Regions from separate parts of the Bos taurus genome. Here region 1 is linked to region 2. The links are chromatin contacts, called in public Hi-C maps. All regions are on one chromosome and are shown on one strand. Each heading gives the region's core, a stretch centred on a gene start, on an enhancer-like site or on the middle of the called end of the contact. The rest is flanking DNA. Distances are from core to core; before and after follow the strand shown. Region 1 has its middle 51 kb from the start of ATF3. Region 2 holds the start of ATF3 (activating transcription factor 3).

Region 1 (5,021 bases), core at 585-3,084, 50 kb after region 2:
TGGTTGTAAAACAGGGGCTGGCCTGGTTGGCCTGAAGGTCCCCTACTGCTCTAAGCTTCCATGTCTGCGTGTCCAGCCCCAGTACAGAGGGAGAGCTGCTGGCCACAGCTGAGGCCGCCTGTGGTTTTCTCCATCTTCTCCCGAGGCTTCCATGGGAGACACACAGGGTGTTCGGTCAGAAGCTCCAGAAAACCCGGAGAACAGGAAGAGCAGTGGGCAGTGACTTCATCAGCCTGATGGAGGGGCCAAGAGCAGGGCACACAAAGAAGAGAGCTGGGTGGTGGCTGGAGACTGGGTATGAGGGGAGAGGGGTCAGTTCTGAATGTCTCTGGGCGGTGAGCGAGGGGAGGAAGGTAGCCCTGATAGACCTGGCAGGTATGACCTGAGGATGCGCTTGTGACGCTCAGCCAAAGACCAGTAACGGCTGTCAGAGGACACCAGTGACAGCCACTCATGGCCCACCTCCACTTCCAGGACACAGGCAGCAGCGTCTTGCTCAAAACTGTAAGAAGCTGTTGTCTCATTTCGTCTTGGCATGACGATGCTGTTTCAATAGAAACCACTGCTTTACAGAGAGAGGAGATTATGATGCAGAGAAACAAGGTTATTTCTTCAGCATGGGGCAGAACTGGACACTGGCATGCCAGACCAGGACGCATTAAGCGGGATGCCCTCTCTAGTTTCCAGACAGAAAACAGAGCCAAGGGTAGGCGTGGCAGGGCTGGGACTAGGGTGTGGTGAGTGAGGTGCCTGGAGTGCAAACCTCAAGGAGGTGCCCGCTCTCCGGAGCCGGCAAGTACAGGAAGGACACCCGAGAGGAAGCGCCTCTTCACTCACCTTACTCTCATCCAGACCAGGCCCTGAGGTCTCACTCTCCTGTATCCGCAGGCTGAGGTTACTTGTGGGTGACGTGTTCAGAGGCACTGGAATTGAGGTAAAGGGGAAAAACTACTCTCCAGGGCTCGATACACCCAGAATAAAACACTGTATCACAGCCCACCTTCATCACCAAAAACACTGACTTGGAGTCCAACTGACGTGGGAGTGACTTTCAGGTTGCGGTTCCTTAAACTGTGTAACCTAGGGAAACATGCTTAATCCTGCGGTGCCCGGATTCCCTTCCTCATCCGTAAAATGGGGACAATAACAACCATCTCAGAGAGAAGAGAGAATTAAAAAGAGCGGAGGAAGTGTAAGAAACAAACCTGCCACACGGTAAACCTCAGTGGATTGTTAGTCCCCAGTGAGACTGTGATTGTGCTCAATGGCGAAGCACGGGCCGGGGTTCCTGCCTCCGGGAACGTCCACAGGCAACATTAGCCTAAAAGGAGGGGTGGATACCAGTTCACAAAGTTCACATCCAGAGAGTTTGTTGTTCCAGGTCACACACCTAACAAGAGAATTTGGACAAAGTCAAAAAATACTGATAAAAGGGCCAAGGTGGCCCAAGTTGATGAATTATATACAGACATTCAAACCACAGCCTTTCTCTGTCAGCAGAGGTGTAAGTGAAGGAGTAGGCAGTCAAGGGCCATGGAAAACTTCCTGACTTTTGGGTCAAGAGCTGATTCTGGTTAAACAAGGAGGGCTTCCAGGAGGAGGTTCTGGGGCTTCTGGGCGCCTCCAATGAAGCTCAGTTGCTTTCCGTTTTTTCATTCCTACCTCAGCAATCACCTTCTCTCAGTACAAAGGGATGTAAAACTGGCTCCGACTCTACGGGTGGGTGAGCGGGGTCCTCGCCCCACATCTTTCACGATCCAAGGCCTGGTCCCTTTAAGGCATCGAAACTCAGTGAACATTCTAGGCTGGCCCCGCGGCCTTCCCGAGGCGCGCTGACGTCACCCTTCGGGGAAGCGGCTGACGTCAGCGCGTCCTCTGCGGGTGGGGGCGGGGCCATGAGTCACTCGGGCCGTGCCCCTGGCCCCCGTGAGCGGGGTGCACGTGAGCGCGCCCCGCGCTCGCCTAATTTTAGCTCCGGCAGCCCCCGGGGGGTCGGTCGAGGTAAAGGCCGGCAGAGGGGACGCGGGGGGCTGGGGGCGCGGTTCTGCCAGTCCCTTGCTGCCCCGCCGTCGGTTCTTCTGGAGGACGGATCCCGGGCCGAGCTACTGGAGTGCGGGCGATTGCAAGCCCCGTCCTGAGCTTGGCGTAGGCGCTCAATAAACAGAATCGGGGTTCCCTCCTGGATGCGACGCGAGGCTTCCCAGAGAGGGCCAAGGTTCTGGAAAGTTCCCTGGGGGCTGAAGTCAGAGCGTAGCAGGGCTCGGGCGTCAGGGCTCGGGCGTCAGCCCTCGGTGACCTCCCCGGGCGATCGCCTGGCCTCCCTGAGTGGACCCCGGGATTGGCCGGTGCGGCCCACAGCTAGGGGCTGTGGGGGTGGTGGGCGGGGAGGGAAGGCGGCCGGGACCCTCGGTGAGCAGCCACGCCCGAGTCGGTGACAGCGGTAGGGACGACGCCCTCAGTGGTGTGGTGGCCGTCCAGGGGTCGGGCTAAGTACAGAGGCCTCAAGTTGAGAAGGCAGCGGAGAAGCTCAAAAACCCAGACGCTCCATCCCCAGCCCCGGGAGTTACCAGGTGATCTTGCAGGAGTCAGATGAAAGCTTCATTTTAAAGAAAGCAGTGCCCGGCACCTTGTGAAATCGATACTCTCCTGTTCTCTGGGAGGTGGGGGACCGATGCGATGGACATGAGTTTGAGTAGGCTCTAGGAGTTGGTGATGGATGGAGAAGCCTGGCGTGCTGCAGTCCATTTGGTCGCAGAGTCGGACATGACTGAGCGTCTGAAGTGAACTGGGGGGTAGTTCTGGAAAGAGGCTCTGTGATCATAAAGAGAAGAGCAATTTTGACTTTACCGAGTGGTCTGCTGTTCCTCGGTGGACCTGCATTCTTGTTGGCGTGGCATCCTCAGATTTCACAGGGATTGTCTCTTGTTCGATCGGGAAGTCGTGTCTGACTCTTTGAGACCCCGTGGAGTGCAGCAGGCCAGGCTTTCCTGCATCATTCACCATCTCCCGGAGTTTGTAGGCAGCTTGTAAAACATATTGAAGGTTCCTTTGACCTTAAAGGTGAAGGGTGTTAGATGTTACAAAATAATATTAAATAGAATGATAAACGGAATGTCAAATGGTGGTAGGGTAACTGTTTCTAATTGTTGGACCATTCAAATTTACATTTCAAGTTGTTGAAGGCTGTAACCTTAAAAAAAAAACAACTTTACGTATGTCCTTTTCTTAGAAAGAAATGGTGGAAAGTTAGTTGTGGAATAAAGGTAGCCTTGAGGATTGTGACATGAATGAATGACAAATCTGTAAATCAAATACATAATTTTCATTTTTCCCCCCAAGAAATACCACATTGCCTTTGGTAAATTGGAGATTTTTTTCAGATATAAATGTGGAAACTGCAAGAGTGTTTATTCCCCATTCAGTATCCATCTTAACAGTTTAGAAAGGACTAGCAGTTTAGAGTCTTCAAAACTGAATACATCCAGAGGTATGCATAGTGTTTTATATTGTTCTTCTAGCAACAGAAGGCTCTTTGTCCTAAGTTTGGATGGTTGCTACCACATATTCCTCAATGGTGCCTATTTGGGACTTGACTTGAGCAGGTGTCAGTGTTGATGAATCATGGTCTCAGACTGAGCTAATTTCCCTTTGTGTAAGGTTATTGTTGTGTGTGTATATAATATATAAGAACCTGAACGTCAAGTTTTTCACGTTCAGAAGTTAAGGTTTTTAGTCCGGAAACTGAGTTCTTGCTTTAAGAATACTTCACCTTGAAATGGGCCATGTGCATCCTGAAGACAGCCTGTGAGTGTTTCTATGAGGTCTTCCCTGCCCCCACGTTGTCCCTGCTTTCTTTGAGTCATCTGTTCTTCAGTTGTTCCCTGTGCCCTGATTGTTCACTTACTGGTTCGTTTTTCCCTCTAGACTAAACTCTTGGGCCCATGAACTAGTGTCTGTCTGTGTATCTCTGGCATCTAGAATAGGGCTGGGATGTAGTAAGAGCTACTTTGCTGCTGTTTTGTTTCATTGAATAAAGGTGAGTGTTCCAAATCAAATCACACGTGTTGGGAAGGGAGGTTTGGTTTAGTTTGGTTTTAGCTGAGAGGATGGACCTGTATTGCTGTTGTAGGGCAATCAGTTCCTTTCTTTTCCAGGTCTGCTGTAACCTGTCCCCTAGTACCACCACCACCACCCACGAGCAAGAAGCCAGGGAAAATAAAACCAACAACCAGACTCTACATTATTTTGGGATCTCAATAGTATGCTGTACTTTTAGAGTCAAGATGATAGAACCTTGGCTCTCCTGGCCAGAACTAATCCACACACTGGCATTAGTCAGGTTCTTTTCACAGAGGAGTTTGCCAGTCTTTACTCTTAATAAAATGGAAATTTTAGGACCTCTGCTGTGACTGTGGACAGTTAAGACTGGTTGGTGAATGGAATGTTTACATTTGAAATAGAATGGGTTTCTGCACAGTGATGCTTAATGCTTACCCTGAGAAAGGATTTAAGAATATAAAATGAAGATAATGTACTTATTCTCTTCCTTAAACTGGTCAAAGGGAGGGGATTTTTACAGTAAAGTTTTACTAGCCAAAACTCTTAGCAAACTGGAATTGATGTCAGACACTGAATTTTACAGAAGACTGACAGCAAAATAAGTAGCTATTGGAGATTTTGTTTTGAAAATACATACACAGTACATAACAGTGATTACTAATATTTTCTGTAATAACTCAGTACCTCTGCAACATTCAAAATCAGATGGTCCACATTTTTACACCCACTATGTTTAAGTCAAGAAAGGGTGATGTATATTTGGAAGATTTTCTAACAAGATTTTAATTCGGTTTTAGAAAGTGGTTCAGCTGAATTCTGCCATACAAAGAGTTACATGAGAGGGATGGAACAGAAAAGTAGCTTTTTGTTGAAAACAGAAGAGAAGAAGGGACTCTTTGGTGGTGACTAGGTAAAATTTTTACAATTCCTACTCACTTTCCTACCATCCTTCTCACCTTTTC
Region 2 (4,685 bases), core at 2,070-4,569:
GACCTGAACTGAGATACTTTCTCGTTATTTGTTGCCTCGTTCTCTTAAAAGTGTGATAAGCCTAGACTCAAAGCTGTGTCCTTGAGAAGAAAAATGAAGGTAAAGCTTCAGTTTTTCAGAAAGTTGAGACCTTTGAATATCTCTGTTTGGAGAAAAACATTTCAGAGGATTTTCTGAGCTGACTTTCTATATTGATCTTAAAATTGTCCAGACTTGTTACAAAGAACCTGCATTTGGCTTCTGCATCATTATCTCTAGTCAAAAATCCTGTCATATCATCAGTAGTTTCATCATTTTCAAGAAAGTGAAACTTTACTCATCTATGTCTCTAACCAGAAATTCAGCTCCCAGATTTTATTTCCTAGTAGCTGCTACTACATTGAATTTTCACTTTTAATTTTCATCTTTTTTCCACTAAGCACTACTTGTAAAACATAGCAGGGAGCCAGTTCTTTCACTAACTTCCCATCTTGGTCTTTCTCCTAGTCCACTGGAAGGAGGTACAAAGACACTCCAGGTGTAGGTGGAAGACTAGGCATCAGGACAGAGACGACGCTTGCAGGCATCTATACTACCACTCACACGCTGAGCTCTCAGCGACATGCTTCCTGGACCTCGGTCACCTTGTCTGTAAAGAGAGACCAGTACTGCCTGCCCCAGTCCCTTTACAGGGCTGTCGGGAAGATCAAACACGAAAGTGGATTTACACACATCCCGGGAAGCCATTATTACTGTGATGGGATCCACTTTCAGGGGTGTGGGGGCGGAGGCTCATAATGTTCCTGTTAATGAAACTAGGTCCTATTAATCAGACGTTAACTGGAGCCCTCAAGAAACTCAGCTCAGTCACAGCTTCTTTTGCACTCTGATTGACCTCAGGGCTCTTGACAGATCAATTCCACCCCACTCTTTGCTGGCACCAGCTCGTCTCCACTGGTCTTAAGTACTTGAGAAGTAGCCAGCTCTCACACATGAAGCCATTTCTGGTTTCTGTGGTGTCCTGGCTGCATACTTCCTCCTCCCCGGGCCGAGTAACACTTGGAACCACTGACCCTGTCCCCTGCCCAGCCCAACTGAAAAAGGAAGAAATCATGAGCTCTGTACAATGGGATAGAACATCCAAAACTAGAGTCATTTAGGTCAGATCTTCATTTTGCAATTGAGTAAAATGGGGTCCAGAAAGGCAAAGTGACTTGCCCAAGGTCACCATAAAGCTGGTGAGTGGCCCAGCCCAGGCCAAACTGTTGACCACACACCTGCTGCTCATTTTACTCCATCCCCAAGAAGGCAATGGCAAAGGAGAAGAGAGCCAATGGCCAGGTAGATGAACAGTCAACAGTCCGAGGAGCCTATGCCCACAAGAGAGGAGGCTTTGATGGGATTAAGACAGGGAAGGAGTATGGGGGTAAAAAAGAGAATAATGGAGAGAAAAGACCAAGGGGAGAGAGAGAATGGTGGGGTTAAGACAGGAAGGATCCAGAGGCTGCCACAGGTGCTGGGGGCTGTATTTTATTTACACTGTGCGCCTGGTGTGCTTCCTGCAGTGCTGTCTCTGAAACCATTTAGACAGTAACAACTGCAACCCACCCGGGTCCTCATTCAGATAATCCTTACAGCAACAGTTTACCTGTTGCTGTGTTTACCTGTTGCAGTGTTATTCTACAACAAATGGGAGCTGCAAAACAAGGGGACAGTCATACCAATTTCTCCTTCATTCAAACTGAAAGAGCAGGAGGCTCCCAAACAGATGTGACTGTCACCCACACTGAAACAGATGCATTCAGAGGGCACCCACATTTTCTAGTGCCCAGTTTATTTTTTTCTGGCTCTATTAAGGGGTGAGCAACTCCTTCATAGGAAAGGCAGCTTACTGTGATTTGGTAATTAAATTAGGGGAAAGAAAACGGTTAGGAGGAAAGGAAGTAATTTGATGAGATGAAAATGGGGTGGGGGGGCGGTGGGGAGCAGAGACGGAGAACCATCCAGTGGAAAGCACCTTGGAAAGGGAAGAGATGCCCCGTACAGAAGTCCCTTTCTCCTCACTGCCTCAGAGGGCGGCCAGCGACATCCAAGCCCCCTCATTCAAGTCCCCTCCTAGGTCGCTTTTCTTTCAGTTAACACCACTCTAGAATCTGAAAACCTTTGTCCAGAAAGGACCGTAATGGTTATCCGGCCCAACCAGCACCTTGTGCTTGCAAACAGGCGGAGCGGCCAGGAGCCTCTATATGTCCACACCTCCCCGCTGGGGATGCTGAGGCTCCAAGCCACTAAGGGCAGTGCAAGTTTCAGGTCCCGGCTCCTGGATCACAGATCCTGTCTCTCAAATATCTCAACTGGCTTCGCACTCTCGCTCCCTCCCCAATCCCCAACGGTGGGTCTCTTAGGATGAAAAGCCGAGAAATCCGCGAGCCACCAGAGGAAGAGACCAGAACTGGACTCACAGGTACGATAGAAAAGCGTGTGAGAAACTTGGGTCAAGAAGTCTCCGGCACCTGTCCCCGGTGCTCTCTCTCCGCCTTCTGCCCCAGGGCAGCGACAGGAGCGCGCGCCACCTCTTAAAACTTATCCTAACTAACTTTCGCCGCCGGCTACCAGCGCGATCCTGCCGCCCAGCGCTCCGGGGTGGGCAGGGCGACCCCCAGCGGCAGCGCCCGCGACCCCGGCTCGCCCATTCGTTTCCCATTCATTCCTTTCCGCCCCTGGGGCAGCCGCTCCGCGAGCCCCGGCCTCCCGGGAAAGCTGGGCTCGGGAGTAGCAAGTGCCGGCGCACCGAGCCAGGGATGGAGCCGGCTGGCGAGCCTGATTGGCTCGGCCACTCTGAGCACCTCGATCGCCCCGGGAGTAAGTAAACGCGAGGGCGGCTAGGAGCTGTGCTCCGACGCCGGCGGACGACCTCTCAGTTACTAGGAACGTTTCGCGCCCCAAGTCAAAAGAGAAAGTTCTTTGCGAGAAAGTTTCTAAAGCGCGGAAGAGCAGCGGTGGCTGGGAGAGAGATTCAGCCAGAGTTTTTTCTAAGCTGGAGGCTGCGGGGCAAGTGCCGGGGGGCGGGGGGTGGGCGCGGGGGTCGGGGACTGGTTACTAGAGGGGCGCAAAGATAATCAAAGCAAGCCACTCTCGCCGCGCTCACCTCCTGTATCCACTCGGGGCGGCCAGGGTCCGGAGGGCGGGCAGGGTCGGGGTTGGGTCGGGCTGGCTGGCTGGCTGCGGGGTCGGCTGGCGAGCACAGAGGGGCTCACGACCGGCGCGCGGGCTGGCGGGTCCGCTGAGGCGGCGGCGCAGAGTGAGCGCTATGCAGTGTGCGCCTCTCTGCGTGCGACTGTGGCTGGCAGCGCGTTGCATCACCCGTTTTATAGCCCTCCGGCTGGCGGCGCGCCCAAATACTCTGGGTTACCAATCCCAGGCTGACGTAATGCTATTAATAGCTTCCTCGGCGAACCAGCAGAACTAGGCTGGGCTGGAGGGCGGGAGGGGTGAGCGGGGCGGGGGGAGGGGCCAACGAGGAGGAGGGGAAAAGGGGGACCGGTGATGCAAGCTCGGGGAGGAGCCGGCCGCGGCGTGTTCTCCTGGGACGCACGCACCCGCCCGCCCTCTCGCTCCATATCAGGACCGGAGCCGCTCGGGCTGGCCGCCAGATGTGCGTACTCCAGGCATGAGCCAATGGTGCCCAAGCCAGCGGCATGACTCCACCGCGCTGGCATCTCTCCCTCCGCTAGGCTGGGGAGGTGGGGGTTGGGGGTGAGGTTGGAGAGGTGGGTCCTGGACGCTGCCCAGACTAGGTGAGACTGGGAAGCTAGAAACGACCTTTCTCTAAAATGCGTGGTCATTTTCTGGAGCTTCGGGAAAGTACACACCCCCCCTTCCGCTTCCCCGTCAAAAGCCTCCTTTTCAAGTAGGGGACGGGGTACGAAGAGGAGTGTCATTTCCCCAGTGTGGGAGAAGAGCTTAGAGGCACCCTACGGTGAATCCACGCCGTTACCGCCGAGGGTGACCTCTGTGGCCGGGACCGTGAGAAGACTTGTCAGCGATCGGAGGGCACGGTGCGCCCACGCCCGGGGCTCGAGCACACCCCACATAGGCGCACACGCGGAACCGCCTCCCGGCGGCTTGGGAACCCGACGCTGAGGCCAGGGCGAGCGGCAGGGAGAGAATTTTTTTTAACAGCCACAAAACGTTTGAAATTGACAGTGAAACGAACAAGCCCGAGAAAAGATGAGCGACCTGGAAAAAATCAGAGTCAACTCAGAGAAGGGCTAAAAGTAAGATTGAAGCCTAGAGACTAGGAGGAGAAGTAAAGAGAAGGTGCTTTGGTCTCCGCGGGCCGGGCCGGGCGGGGGTCGCCCGGCTTTCTGGCAGTGTTGCTGGAAAATACACCTTCGGCTTTCGCATGTTTTCCTGCGCCCAGAGAGGATCGCGCGGGGACCGGACCGCCCGGGCTGTAGACGCATTAACCGTATAGCAAATTAGGCCCCGTAGCAGAAATCCTTTTCTCCCTAAAGTCGTGTGGCGGGAAGGGCGGGATCTCGCGGCCCAGACTCGAGCCGAGTCTTCATCAGAACTGGATCTGAATCTTAAAATCGAGCTTCCAGTTCCGATTCCCCGAGCCCAGCTGTCTAGGACCAGAGACCGTCTCAACTGATCATTGACGAATGTGGGTGGACGCGACTGTGGCCAGCTCTGTTTGGCAC

What was found. Hi-C and Micro-C count contacts between places; a contact is called where the count stands out from the background.
Region 1: a contact with region 2 is called in a Hi-C map of liver, with 2.0 times the contacts expected there. The contact joins the enhancer-like site here to the promoter of ATF3 in region 2. A contact is called at or near these places in 2 of 11 Hi-C or Micro-C datasets (blastocyst and liver).

The regions. Positions count from the first base shown.
Region 1 is chr16:70,985,612-70,990,632 of ARS-UCD2.0, forward strand. No RefSeq gene overlaps it. Among named protein-coding and RNA genes, the nearest start is that of ATF3, 51 kb to the left of the region's middle. Within about 2 kb of position 1,835, at least 60 of the 102 cell types and tissues checked have an H3K27ac peak or open chromatin away from gene starts, as enhancers often do. A contact at or near this core is called in blastocyst and liver, where this site is marked.
Region 2 is chr16:70,934,108-70,938,792 of ARS-UCD2.0, forward strand. It overlaps ATF3 (activating transcription factor 3), which reads right to left and starts at 3,320. Exons shown (of 4, transcript NM_001046193.2): 1 at 3,128-3,320.